Linked DNA regions of Canis lupus: region 2 is linked to region 1. A link is a contact called in public Hi-C data. All regions are on one chromosome and are shown on one strand. Each heading gives the region's core, a stretch centred on a gene start, on an enhancer-like site or on the middle of the called end of the contact. The rest is flanking DNA. Distances are from core to core; before and after follow the strand shown.

What was found. A called contact is a pair of places that touch in the nucleus more often than the background predicts.
Region 2: a Hi-C map of skin fibroblasts shows a contact between it and region 1, with 3 times the contacts expected there. The contact joins the promoter of LMOD3 here to the enhancer-like site in region 1. A contact is called at or near these places in 2 of 9 Hi-C or Micro-C datasets (blood and skin fibroblasts).

What each region holds. Positions count from the first base shown.
Region 1 is chr20:22,592,779-22,597,861 of UU_Cfam_GSD_1.0, forward strand. All of the region lies in intron 4 of FRMD4B (FERM domain-containing protein 4B), which reads left to right. Among named protein-coding and RNA genes, the nearest start is that of LMOD3, 150 kb to the right of the region's middle. Within about 2 kb of position 1,638, at least 4 of the 20 cell types and tissues checked have an H3K27ac peak or open chromatin away from gene starts, as enhancers often do.
Region 2 is chr20:22,744,963-22,750,422 of UU_Cfam_GSD_1.0, forward strand. LMOD3 (leiomodin-3) reads left to right here and starts at 1,706. Exons shown (of 4, transcript XM_038565876.1): 1 at 1,706-1,841. The coding sequence starts at 1,736.

The sequences.
Region 1 (5,083 bases), core at 388-2,887:
ACAATCTCAACAAAGGGTTAATTTTTTTTTTTTTAACACCTTACTTCTGATTATTTCTAGCTTGAGTGAGCCACAAGCATAGGATTCCCCAGGGGAAATGTCCATGGGCTGGGATAAGGGCTGGGCAAAAGGAGGCAGTCACTTGTCAGGAGACAGAAAAACCTGAAAATTTTGATCCCAGACCCAGGATGCTTCTTGAATAGGATGTGACAAACCAGGAAAAAAAAAAAAAAAGTACACCAGACATCACCCACTTCACTCTGAATCACAAAGTTATCAGTTCACCCAACAACTATTTGAGACCCTGTCTGATCAGTCCTCTGCTGGATGAAATAGGAAACGCAGGCATCCATTGCCCACGTGCTCTTAGCTGGAAAGACAAGGCTATTTCAAGTAAATCAGTGATGAAACACACACACACACACACACACACACAGGGTTGAAAGTAACTGTGAACGCAACAGTTGCAAACAGTATAAGTTTTATGCAAACATAAAACCTAAAATACATAATGGCTAAGCTATATGGTTGAACTCTAAGTGCTATAAACACTGTAATTTAGAGAGATCACATAGGATAGAGGCTAAAAACATGAATATCAGAGTTATTTATTCACTAAAAAAATATTTCTTGAGTGCTCCCCAAATGCCAGGTATTGTTCTAGGTCCTAGAGATTTAGCTGTGCAGAACAGAGACAAGGCTCTTGTTCTCATGGAGCTTATGTTGCAGTGGTATGGTGTAGCAGAACAAGCAAATAGATAAACAAGAAATTATTTGAAATGATAAGCACTTAGAAGAACATGATGAGGAACACCTGGGTGGCTCAGCGGTTGAGCATCTGCCTTCGGCTCAGGTTGTGATCCCAGGATCCGGGATTGAGTCCCACATCGGGCTCCCTGCAGGGAGCCTGCTTCTCCCTCTGCCTGTGTCTCTGTCTCTCTCCCTCTCAGTCTGTGTCTCTCATGAATAAATAAATAAATATTTAAAAAAAAAAAAGAACATGATGAAGAAAAGCGGGGGGGGAGGGGCAGTTTTAGATAGGATGGACCAGGAAGGCTTCTAGAAGGTGATGTGTAATAAAAGGGAACAACCAGTTCGGCAAAAGTATAGGGAGGCTTTCCAGGCAAAAGCCAGTGCAAAAGCCTTGAAGTGAGACTGAGCTTGGCTTTGGGGTTTTTTTTATTTTGTGTCTTTGAGTAAAAATCCGATATGACTAGAATATAGAGAGTAAGAAGGAAAGTGGTACATGTTAAGGGTTGAGAGGGAGGCAGAGAGTGGCTATTATAGGATTGTGGAGTGTCTCTGATACACCAGTGTTCTCATCGGTACATTGTGCATAATAATTGTACCTCTGTACAATGAGGACTACGTAAGACACACGTAGTAGGGTGCCAGTAGTATTTACTGTTAAGTTAGGGTGGGTATAGCACAGGTACATGCTAAAAGGAAGCTACACCTTTTAGACAGGCTAAAAGGAAGCTAGACACCAGCAGTGAGTCCAGTGTCCAGAAGGGGGGCTAACAGAAGGCTAGAGTGGAATTTGCACAAGCCGGTAACTACAGATGGACAGAGAAGGGCAGGTAGACTTGAGGTGGAGGGGAGAGGAATGGGAGATGACATTCCAGGGAAGACTCATATTGTGGCCCAGTGCATGAAGCATGGAGATGAATATGGTGCATGTGTCCAGTGGTGAGGAGCCCGGCCTGATGGTGAGGCAAGATATGAGAGGGACAAGATCATAGGTGAGCCCTGTGTGTCATGTAGATGGGGGAGCACCCAGGCCACAGTAGGATGTTATGCACAGGAATTACATGATTTATGGCTGGTGTTGTAAGTTCCCCAGGCTACAAGGTTCGTGATGGGCTGGAAAGGGGGGTCCTGGCCACGTGGATGGCTTCTGGGAAAACTCTCGGATCAGGTGAGCATAACCAAACAGTGCATAAATCAGTCCTTTAGCTGTAAGACCTTCTCTTCAGATAGAAAAGGAATAATATGAATGACTTCCTTTAATGCCTTGGGCCACCTCCCCCTCCTTTGCTCTGGGATTTCTTTCTAAATCCCCTACTGGGAAAAGAATATCTCAGTCAAACATCTCCTCCGGCTCTCTCTTTTGGCGACAGTGGCTGATGGTTATAGTCTTTCCAAGAAGCCTGACTCCAAACTGTCTTTGGTGTACTCCCCTGCAAAGTGACAGCAGAGTCTATTTTTGAATTATGACCAGTTTGGAAGGTGTCTTCTGGCTGTAGCTGTGTTTATTTTCAGAAGAAGTAGGAGCTGGGCTTTGGGAGGGGGGAGGGAAGACTTGGCCATTTCCACCTTTCTGGGGAACAGGTCTGGAAAATTGCTTCTGTCTAAGGGTGTCTCCTTGGAATGTCTTGGTCACAAGCCTAGCTCTTTTTTCTTTGTCTGGTAAATATTTTTGGAAAGTATTTTCTTTCAGCACTCCCTTTCCCCCGCCCCCAGTAAAACCACTGAGTCAGATCCCTCCCAGGATGCTGTCTGAATTGAATTTCCAACTTAGATGCCACATCAGCCGTCTGCCTTTGGTGAACTTCTCCCAACAGAGTAAAGCAAAGCTGAAGGGGGCATTTTGTCAATGAAACTGGCCAGCTACTGTCTATGCCCCATGCCACAGGCCAAGAAGAGAAATGGAAAAATAGAATTGTGCAGTTACATAAGAAAAGTAGTGGTGGTGACCAACAAAAATAAATCCACGGTCCTATTGGATGGAAGGGTAGAGTTCCTTGAGATTACACTTGGAAGTACCTCCTGGTGGTCTGCGTGCAGAGGCAGTATTTCACCTCTAGAGGGCAGTCTCGCCCTCCTGAGGCAGCAGCCCTGAAGTTCACCAAAATGATTTCCATCCCCTACAATCCACTTCATTTTTAAAAAATTTCCTTGTTTTGAAAGGCTTTGCTGAATAAGCTTTGTTTACAAAAAAAAAATAGATTTCACAATACAATTGTGACTTTTGATCCTTATCCCATTTGATGGGTGTAAGATGATGGGCTTCTTGACTGATACATCCTAGTCCAAAAAAAAAAAAAAAGCGTGCTTTAGGGTTGACCCACACAGCTTGATAGAAGTGAATGTGGAGAATCAACTGTCTTTTTGAGATATTGATTAGATCTACTATATTTGCTGATGGAAAAACTTGAGAAAAGCAGGTTATAAGCATTAAGTTTGTTTTTTTTTTTTTTTATCTGTCTCAAAGACTATATAAAAGAACACGTTAACTTTATATCTCAGTGATAGAGTTATGGGTAATTTTCAATTTTTCGTTCTTCTAATTTTGTCTTGGTGAGATTATGGATGAGTTTTTTGTTTTATTTTAAGGTTTATTATTATTATTATTATTATTATTATTATTATTATTATTTTAATAATCTCTGCACCCAATGTGGGGCTCGAACTCATGACTGCAAGATCAAGGACTGGTGCTCTTCCAACTGAGCCAGCTAGGCACCTCTGGATGGATTTTTAGCTTTTTTTTTTTTTTAAGAATTTATTTATTTATTCATGAGAGACAGAGAGAGAGAGGCAGAGACATAGGCAGAGGGAGAAGCAGGCTCCTTGCAGGGAGCCCCATGCGGGACTCCATCCCCAGACCTGGGATCATGACCTGAGCCAAAGGCAGATGCTCAACCGCTGAGCCATCCAGGTGTCGCTCTGGATGGATTTTTTAAATCTAATTTCTAATTTATCCTTTTAAAAATTAATTTTATGGTACAAATACATGAATGTCTTTTTACAAAAAAAAAATTAGTATTATAATGTAAGCCAATCCCTTTTGATTACCTTCCTACTCCAAATGTTGCAATTAGCTCTGTACCCCTCCAGAACGATAAGAATTTCATCCATGTATAATAGTGTTTTAGTGTGCTTCTTTGGCTAATATAATTGATTGATGCCATATCTGTTATTATAGTACTTGTTTTGTTCATTCTTGGACATTATTCATGCAAGTTCATGTAAATATACATTGTGCTCTTATAATGCCATATCTTTCTTATATAAAAGCGAGAAGAGTGATTCCAAATCAGTCTCATATTCCCTAAGAAAACTTTCTTTGTACTATTTTATGGACTTTAAGACACATATTTGAACATGTCTGAAATTGGCATATGTCTTTTAATCAGCAATTCTAAACTGGATGAAATACGGCTGGAGAATCTCTTACCTTCTAGCCCCCAATACTGTTTGTTTAAAATATATATAATATATATATTTATTTATATTATTTAATATATATTTTTTAAACAAACAGTATTTCTAATACTGTGTATAATACAGTATTTACAGTATCACAGTATTTCTAATACTGTAATATAATACATATATTTTAAACAAACAGTATTTCTAAGAACTTCCCCCTTAGATCATTTGTATCAGTTTATGTATCTTTATAATATTCCTCCTAGGAAAGCTAGGGACAGGTATTGGAAGCCTCATCTTATAACTGCAGAAACAAAGACACACTTTTTCCAGTGTTGAGAGTAGTAAGGGATAGATTCAGCCAAAAGTTATAAAAGCTGATTCAACCCTCTAGTCTCCTGTATACAAAATCCTATAGTCCAGGTCTGGGCTCAAATCTTGGCTCTGCCACTTTTTTTGCAACCTTATTATAAAATACAGCCTTAATACATAAAAAGTTTCGGCTCAGTTGGCAGAGAGTAGCTGCTATTATTATTGTTGTTACTATTATTATTATTTATGTCCACTTTTCCTATCTACTTATAATGAATACAGTTTAGAGTTTTCTGAGTTTTTTTTTTTTTTTTTTTTTTTAATTATCTATTTAGAGACGAAAAAAGATGGAGGGGATCCCTGGGTGGCTCAGTGGTTTAGCATCAGCCTTTGGCCCAGGGCGTGATCCTGAAATCCCAGGATCGAGTCCCACATCAGGATCCCTGCAGGAAGCCTGCTTCTCCCTCTGCCTGTGTCTCTGTCTCTCTTTCTGTGTGTCTCTCTTGAATAAATAAATAAAATCTTTTTTAAAAAAAGATTAGAAAATATCTTCTCATTATAGGTTTATTATAACATGATACTCAACTACTATTGGCATGTTTTTAAGCTTTCCATA
Region 2 (5,460 bases), core at 456-2,955, 150 kb after region 1:
AACTTGTAACATTTTAGTGTATTTCTTTCCAGCTTTTTTTTTTTTTTAAGATTTTATTTATTTACTTAGCTTATGTGGGAATGTGGGGAGGGGCAGAGGAAGAGGAAGGATCTCAAGCCAACTCTGTACTGAGCATGGGGCCCACCATGGGGCTCGATCTCACGATCCTGAGATCATGACCTGAGCTGAAACCAAGAGTTGGTCGCTTAACAGACTGAGCCACTCGGGTGCCCCAGGAACATTACAAAAACAAAAGGTTTTTGTGGTCTTCAGTTTAAAAAAGGACTATTTTCTCAATTTAGATGTTCACAATTATCCTTAACGTTTACCAAAAATCTAGGAGGCTCAACCTCACTGATCTGTGATTTAAGATTGGATTATTCTTGTGTTTCCTCAAATCACTTGGGTGCTTTCCTTTTCACTAAAATGCTAGTATACTAACTAAGAAAAAAGAAATTCACCGTTCCCATTGGGATGTTCTCAACTTTGGCACAAAGAAATCTCTCTAGCTCTCCAGCCATCTCCAGACCAATTTGATCCAGGAATCCTCACAAAGTCAACATTCTGAATACACGTTTGATGATGATACTACTGCTATGGACAATTATATGAGTTATGGTCTACCGGTGTTCACCATTTTTTTATTTGTACCAACAAGCAGAGCAATTGCTTTCTGTGCTAATTGAAGTCCGCTAAGGACTTGAGATGCCCTTCCTGCTGGACTGGAAGGAAGTAACAGGACACCATTTGAGAGCCCTGACTTTAGAGGCAATTAGTCCTTAGCTCAAATGCCTATGCCTATTTGTAAAATGAGTTTATAAAAGTATCCGTCTTCTAAGAGCATTGTGTATAGAGATTGGCATATCAGCTATAAAGCACTTCTCCCAGACTTAGTGATGTTAAGGGCTCAAAAAATATTAGTGGTGTGACTCTACAATTTTTTAAAAGATTTTATTTATTTATTTGAGAAAGAGAGAGAGCAAGGGGAGGGGCAGAGAGAGAGGATCTCAAGCAGACTGCCCAACACTGGCTCAATTTGGGGCTCAGTCTAATGACCCTGAGATCATGACCTGAGTTGAAATCCAGTCGTGCCCCAAGTGGCTATAGAGTTAATAGCAGTAGTAGTAACTGCCAGCTGTCATATTAATAGCAATAGTAGTAGCAACAGTAATAAACATTGTAGCAACACTAGTAGTAGCAGTAGTAAGTAGCAGTGCTGGTGGTCATAGCAGTAAAGGTGATACTCAGTGTAGTAGCAGTATTAGTAGTAGGACAGTAACATCCTCATGCCCTTCAGAAGTACAGAGAATGAATTCATCCTTGAAATTAAACCAAGATCAAATGAATTTAATTTCACAATGTTGAGTTGGCTTATAAAACAATTAAGATACAATAGTAAATACCCTCATAATTCAAGCCACTGAGGTCTGGTAAAAGCAAGAGAGGCTGGGTATTTTGGCTGTAGAGAAGCACTTGCCTCCTGAATTTAAGAGTCCATCCTGAGGCAATGCAACCATGGGTCAGGGAAATTTGAGGAGACAGACAGGCATTTATTTTGCACACACAGAATCTTCCGGCAATTTGCAGCCAGTGAGCACAATGTTGGTGATCCAGATGAAATTGCATAAGAGAATAGGGTGCCACAAACAAGACAGAACTGATTTATTTAGTAACATTTGGAAACCATTTATAGAAGTCGTGTTCATTTACAGCCAGTGCTTGGGGCTGAAGGAGGATGTGGCTTATCCATAGTTTTCCCCATCCTGAGAGAAAATGGGGTGAAAAAATAAGTGGATCAAAGGAAGAAGTGCTTTCTTTTAGCATCAGGACTTTTCATAAAGGTATTAAGATTTCCGTATTTCTTTTACATGTATTCTGTGTGCTGTTTGCAAAGAATAAAACGGAACAGCCATTTATTTCTGTCTTGAATAATATTTGTTAGGGATCAGGCATTTTCTAGGCAGAAAAAAATTGATATAATTTATTTGTGAAAATATGATAACTGATGTTAAATGTTTATCATGGAGTGTGTCCTTTAGGTTTTTGGAAAATCCTTAAGTAGGCATAATTACCATCCCACTTTCGCAGATGAAGTAGTTCAAGTGCTCAAGTGCAGAGCTGACGTGCCTAGTGTAGGTGAGGAAAAAAGTATTTTCTTACTACCTTCTGGGTTCTCCAGCTAAGACCCTGTAGATTGAATTGATGGAAGACAGATTAACAAAAGAAAAGCATACAAATGTACTAAATAGAAGTTTTACCGGACACAGGAGGCTTCATATGGAAATGAATACCCCAAGAAACGTTAAACCTAAGTGATTTTATGCTAAGTTTTAACAAAGAGTAGAAAATCATGGAAAAACATGTGACAGGACAAAAGGCAATGAGCTAAAGGTAGTAAAGTGGGGGAAATGTAGCAAGGCTTGTCAATTTGGATTCCTCTTGGAGTCCTGTCTTCTGAGTTAAGGGTTCTCCTTTGCTCTGCCTAAAGGGGAGGGCACCTCTCCAGTAAGGGACTTGGGAGCTGCTTGAGCCCAGGGAGGGGGAGGTTGGAGAGTCCTTCCTGCACCTGCCTTTTCTGAAACACCTTCAGCTTAAAATAGTCCATATCCCAAGGTGCTGAATTTGGGGGTAGAATGTTGTAACCTTCATCAAATGCAGTTCCTTAAGCTATCTGACCCTGATCTGTAAAATGGGTGTCTTGCCATAGTTCTGTGAGCCCCATGCTTATTTACATACCAGAACCACCTGGAGAGTTTTCAAAAGTTATGGATTCCTGAACCCAAACCCGAGATGTCTGACTCAGTAGCTCCTGGGTGGGCTCTGGGGCATCATCAATGCCCTCGGTCACCTCTGCCAGAGGATCTGACCCGTGGTGCCCCATGGGGCTATAGAGCCCAGCTGTCCTACAGCTAGCTGCTTCCTTTCGGTAGGGTGGTTGGATTCTGATGCAAGAAGCTGCTGAGGTGGCAGCTGCACAGCATCATTAACAGAAAGCGCAGCTAAATCATCTGTGTGTCAAACGAGGCTAATTACACCAGCAAAACCCTCTCTGTCAGCGTATGAGTAAAATGCACAGTGGAAGCAGCTGGGAGAGATGTACTCACTTCCTGGACTCATTCAGCAAGATGGAAGTTAGCTGAAAGAGCACCCCTTACAAACAGTTCCTAAATCTGCTTTTGATCATCAAAAACGTTTGGTCACCAGAAGAGAATTTCAATCTGAAAGCTTACCAGCCACAATTCAGATCGTTTTCTTGGGAGAGCTGTATAATAATATGCAAATGGTGGTTTTCTATTTTCCTTACTCACAATCCCATCTAATAGCCTCTTGCTTTCTGTAAAAGCAATGAGATTTTTTCAAGCTCTTTTGTTTATTGACATTAATATAATAGTTTCTCTCGCGGAAGTGGTTTATAAAATGTATTACTTGCCTTTGTTTTTCTTGAAATGTTTCTTTGGTTGTCCACGAAAGATGAGACTAGTAATATTTAACACTTATTGAGGGCTTGCTCTTTACCATGCATGGTCCTGCTTAATTTGTATATCCATATACCACCTCATGTAGTTCTCAATAATTGCATATGGTAACTATTATTCTCAGATCCCTTAAAAAAAGATTTTATATATCCATACATGAGAGACACAGAGAGAAGCAGAGACACAGGCAGAAGGAGAAGCAGGTTCTCTGTAGGGAGCCTGATGTGGGACTCGATCCCAGGACCCCGGGATCATGGCCTGAGTCAAAGGCAGACGCTCAACCACTGAGCCATCTAGGTGCCCTCTCAGATCCCTTTTATATATCATATAAAAGGTAATTCCCGTAGCCCATAGCCACCAAAAAAATTCAGCTGGAATGTGAATCCGTCAGACTGATGCCAGATCTTTCTCTTTCCTATTTAGACCAGTATTCCCCAAAATATGAATTCTGGAAAGTTAATTGCCCAGGATATTAACAAATAATTCTAGGAGGAGCATGAATTAAATGAGGTTGGGGAATATTGGGCTCAACAAATTGGTTTTGTGTGTGTGTGATTCTCAGTGTTTAAAAATTAGGTGCCATACAAATCTCTAAAAGGCAAAAGCAGAATTTCACATTCCCAAATCTCCTTGAATCCAAAACTCTTCTTGGTCAAGTCTCTTTAGACCATTGTCAAACTACGTCTATGAAATGATACTTTGCAAAGAGTTATCTTCAAAGAGGTCTACCTCCCTGCCCACTGAAGCCAAGTGCATCATCCCTTTTACAGGGACAGTAGGAAGACTTGACAGGCAAGAGGCCAACAGTGTGTTGCCACTGTGCACATGTTCTTTACTTTAAAAAAAAATTTTTTTAAAGATGTTATTTATTCATGAGAGACACAGAGAGGCAGAGACATAGGCAGAGGGAGAAGCAGGCTCCCTGCAGAGAGCCCGAGGCAGGACTCAATCGCAGGACCTCGGGATCACAACCGGAGGTAAAGACAGGTGCTCAACCACTGAGCCACCCAGGAGTCCCAAAAGCCTTCCATTTCTTCATATTCTTGGACCTAGCAATTTCATTTCTTAGAATGTGTTCACCTTTTCCTAAGGAAATAACCTTACATGTGTATAATTATTTAGCTACAGGGAATGTTTATTAACTCCATGTGCTTGTGAGAATTGAAAATAGCCCAAATATTCAACAACTGGGGATTGGAAAATCATGATATATCCAAAAAGTCTTAACAGAGAGCTATGAAAAATAACGTAGTAGCAGAAAAAAAATGCTATGGAAAAATCCTGATTTTGTAAGTCAAAACAACAACAACAACAACAACAACAACAACAAACAACAGATGACAAAAGATTATTTAGTTCATATGCCCAGAAGAATGGATTGGAATGATAAATCAAAATGTTAATAGTGGTAGCTCATAGTGGTGACATAGGGTAAATTTTTATTTTCTTTATACTTCCCTGTGTTATCTTAACTTTTGTACAATAAATGTATAGATAAGCATTGACTAAGCATTGAAATAAGCATTAAATGCTTGACTAAGCATTATATTCATAAAATCCCAAAGTTGGCAATTATGAAAGGGTATACAGTAACAAAGTTTGGGGTTGTTTTGCATTTCATTTGCGATCCAGTTTAATTTATTCCAGCTTCATGGATACTTAGTAAGAAAAGCAAATTGTTTAAAATATGAAACTCCTCACTTATCGTGGCAATCCAAGTGCTGGTTGTCCCCATCTGTTAGATCACAGGATCTAGATGCAAATAAGGACATCATCTTGCAAAGGTTCAGCTTACGCAGGGAATGAGTAACATAGCCAGACCTCTGCTCTGCTGTGTGCAGGTTTGCTTTCAGAGTCACTCTGTAGTAAAGAGGGAAGCCCTGAGAGCTCGAGTTCCACCTTCAAGTAGAATTTTCACTTCAGTAGAACTCAAGTCGCTGGTGGGATCTTCCTTCCAAAATCTTGTAAGTTGCTTCGGTCATCT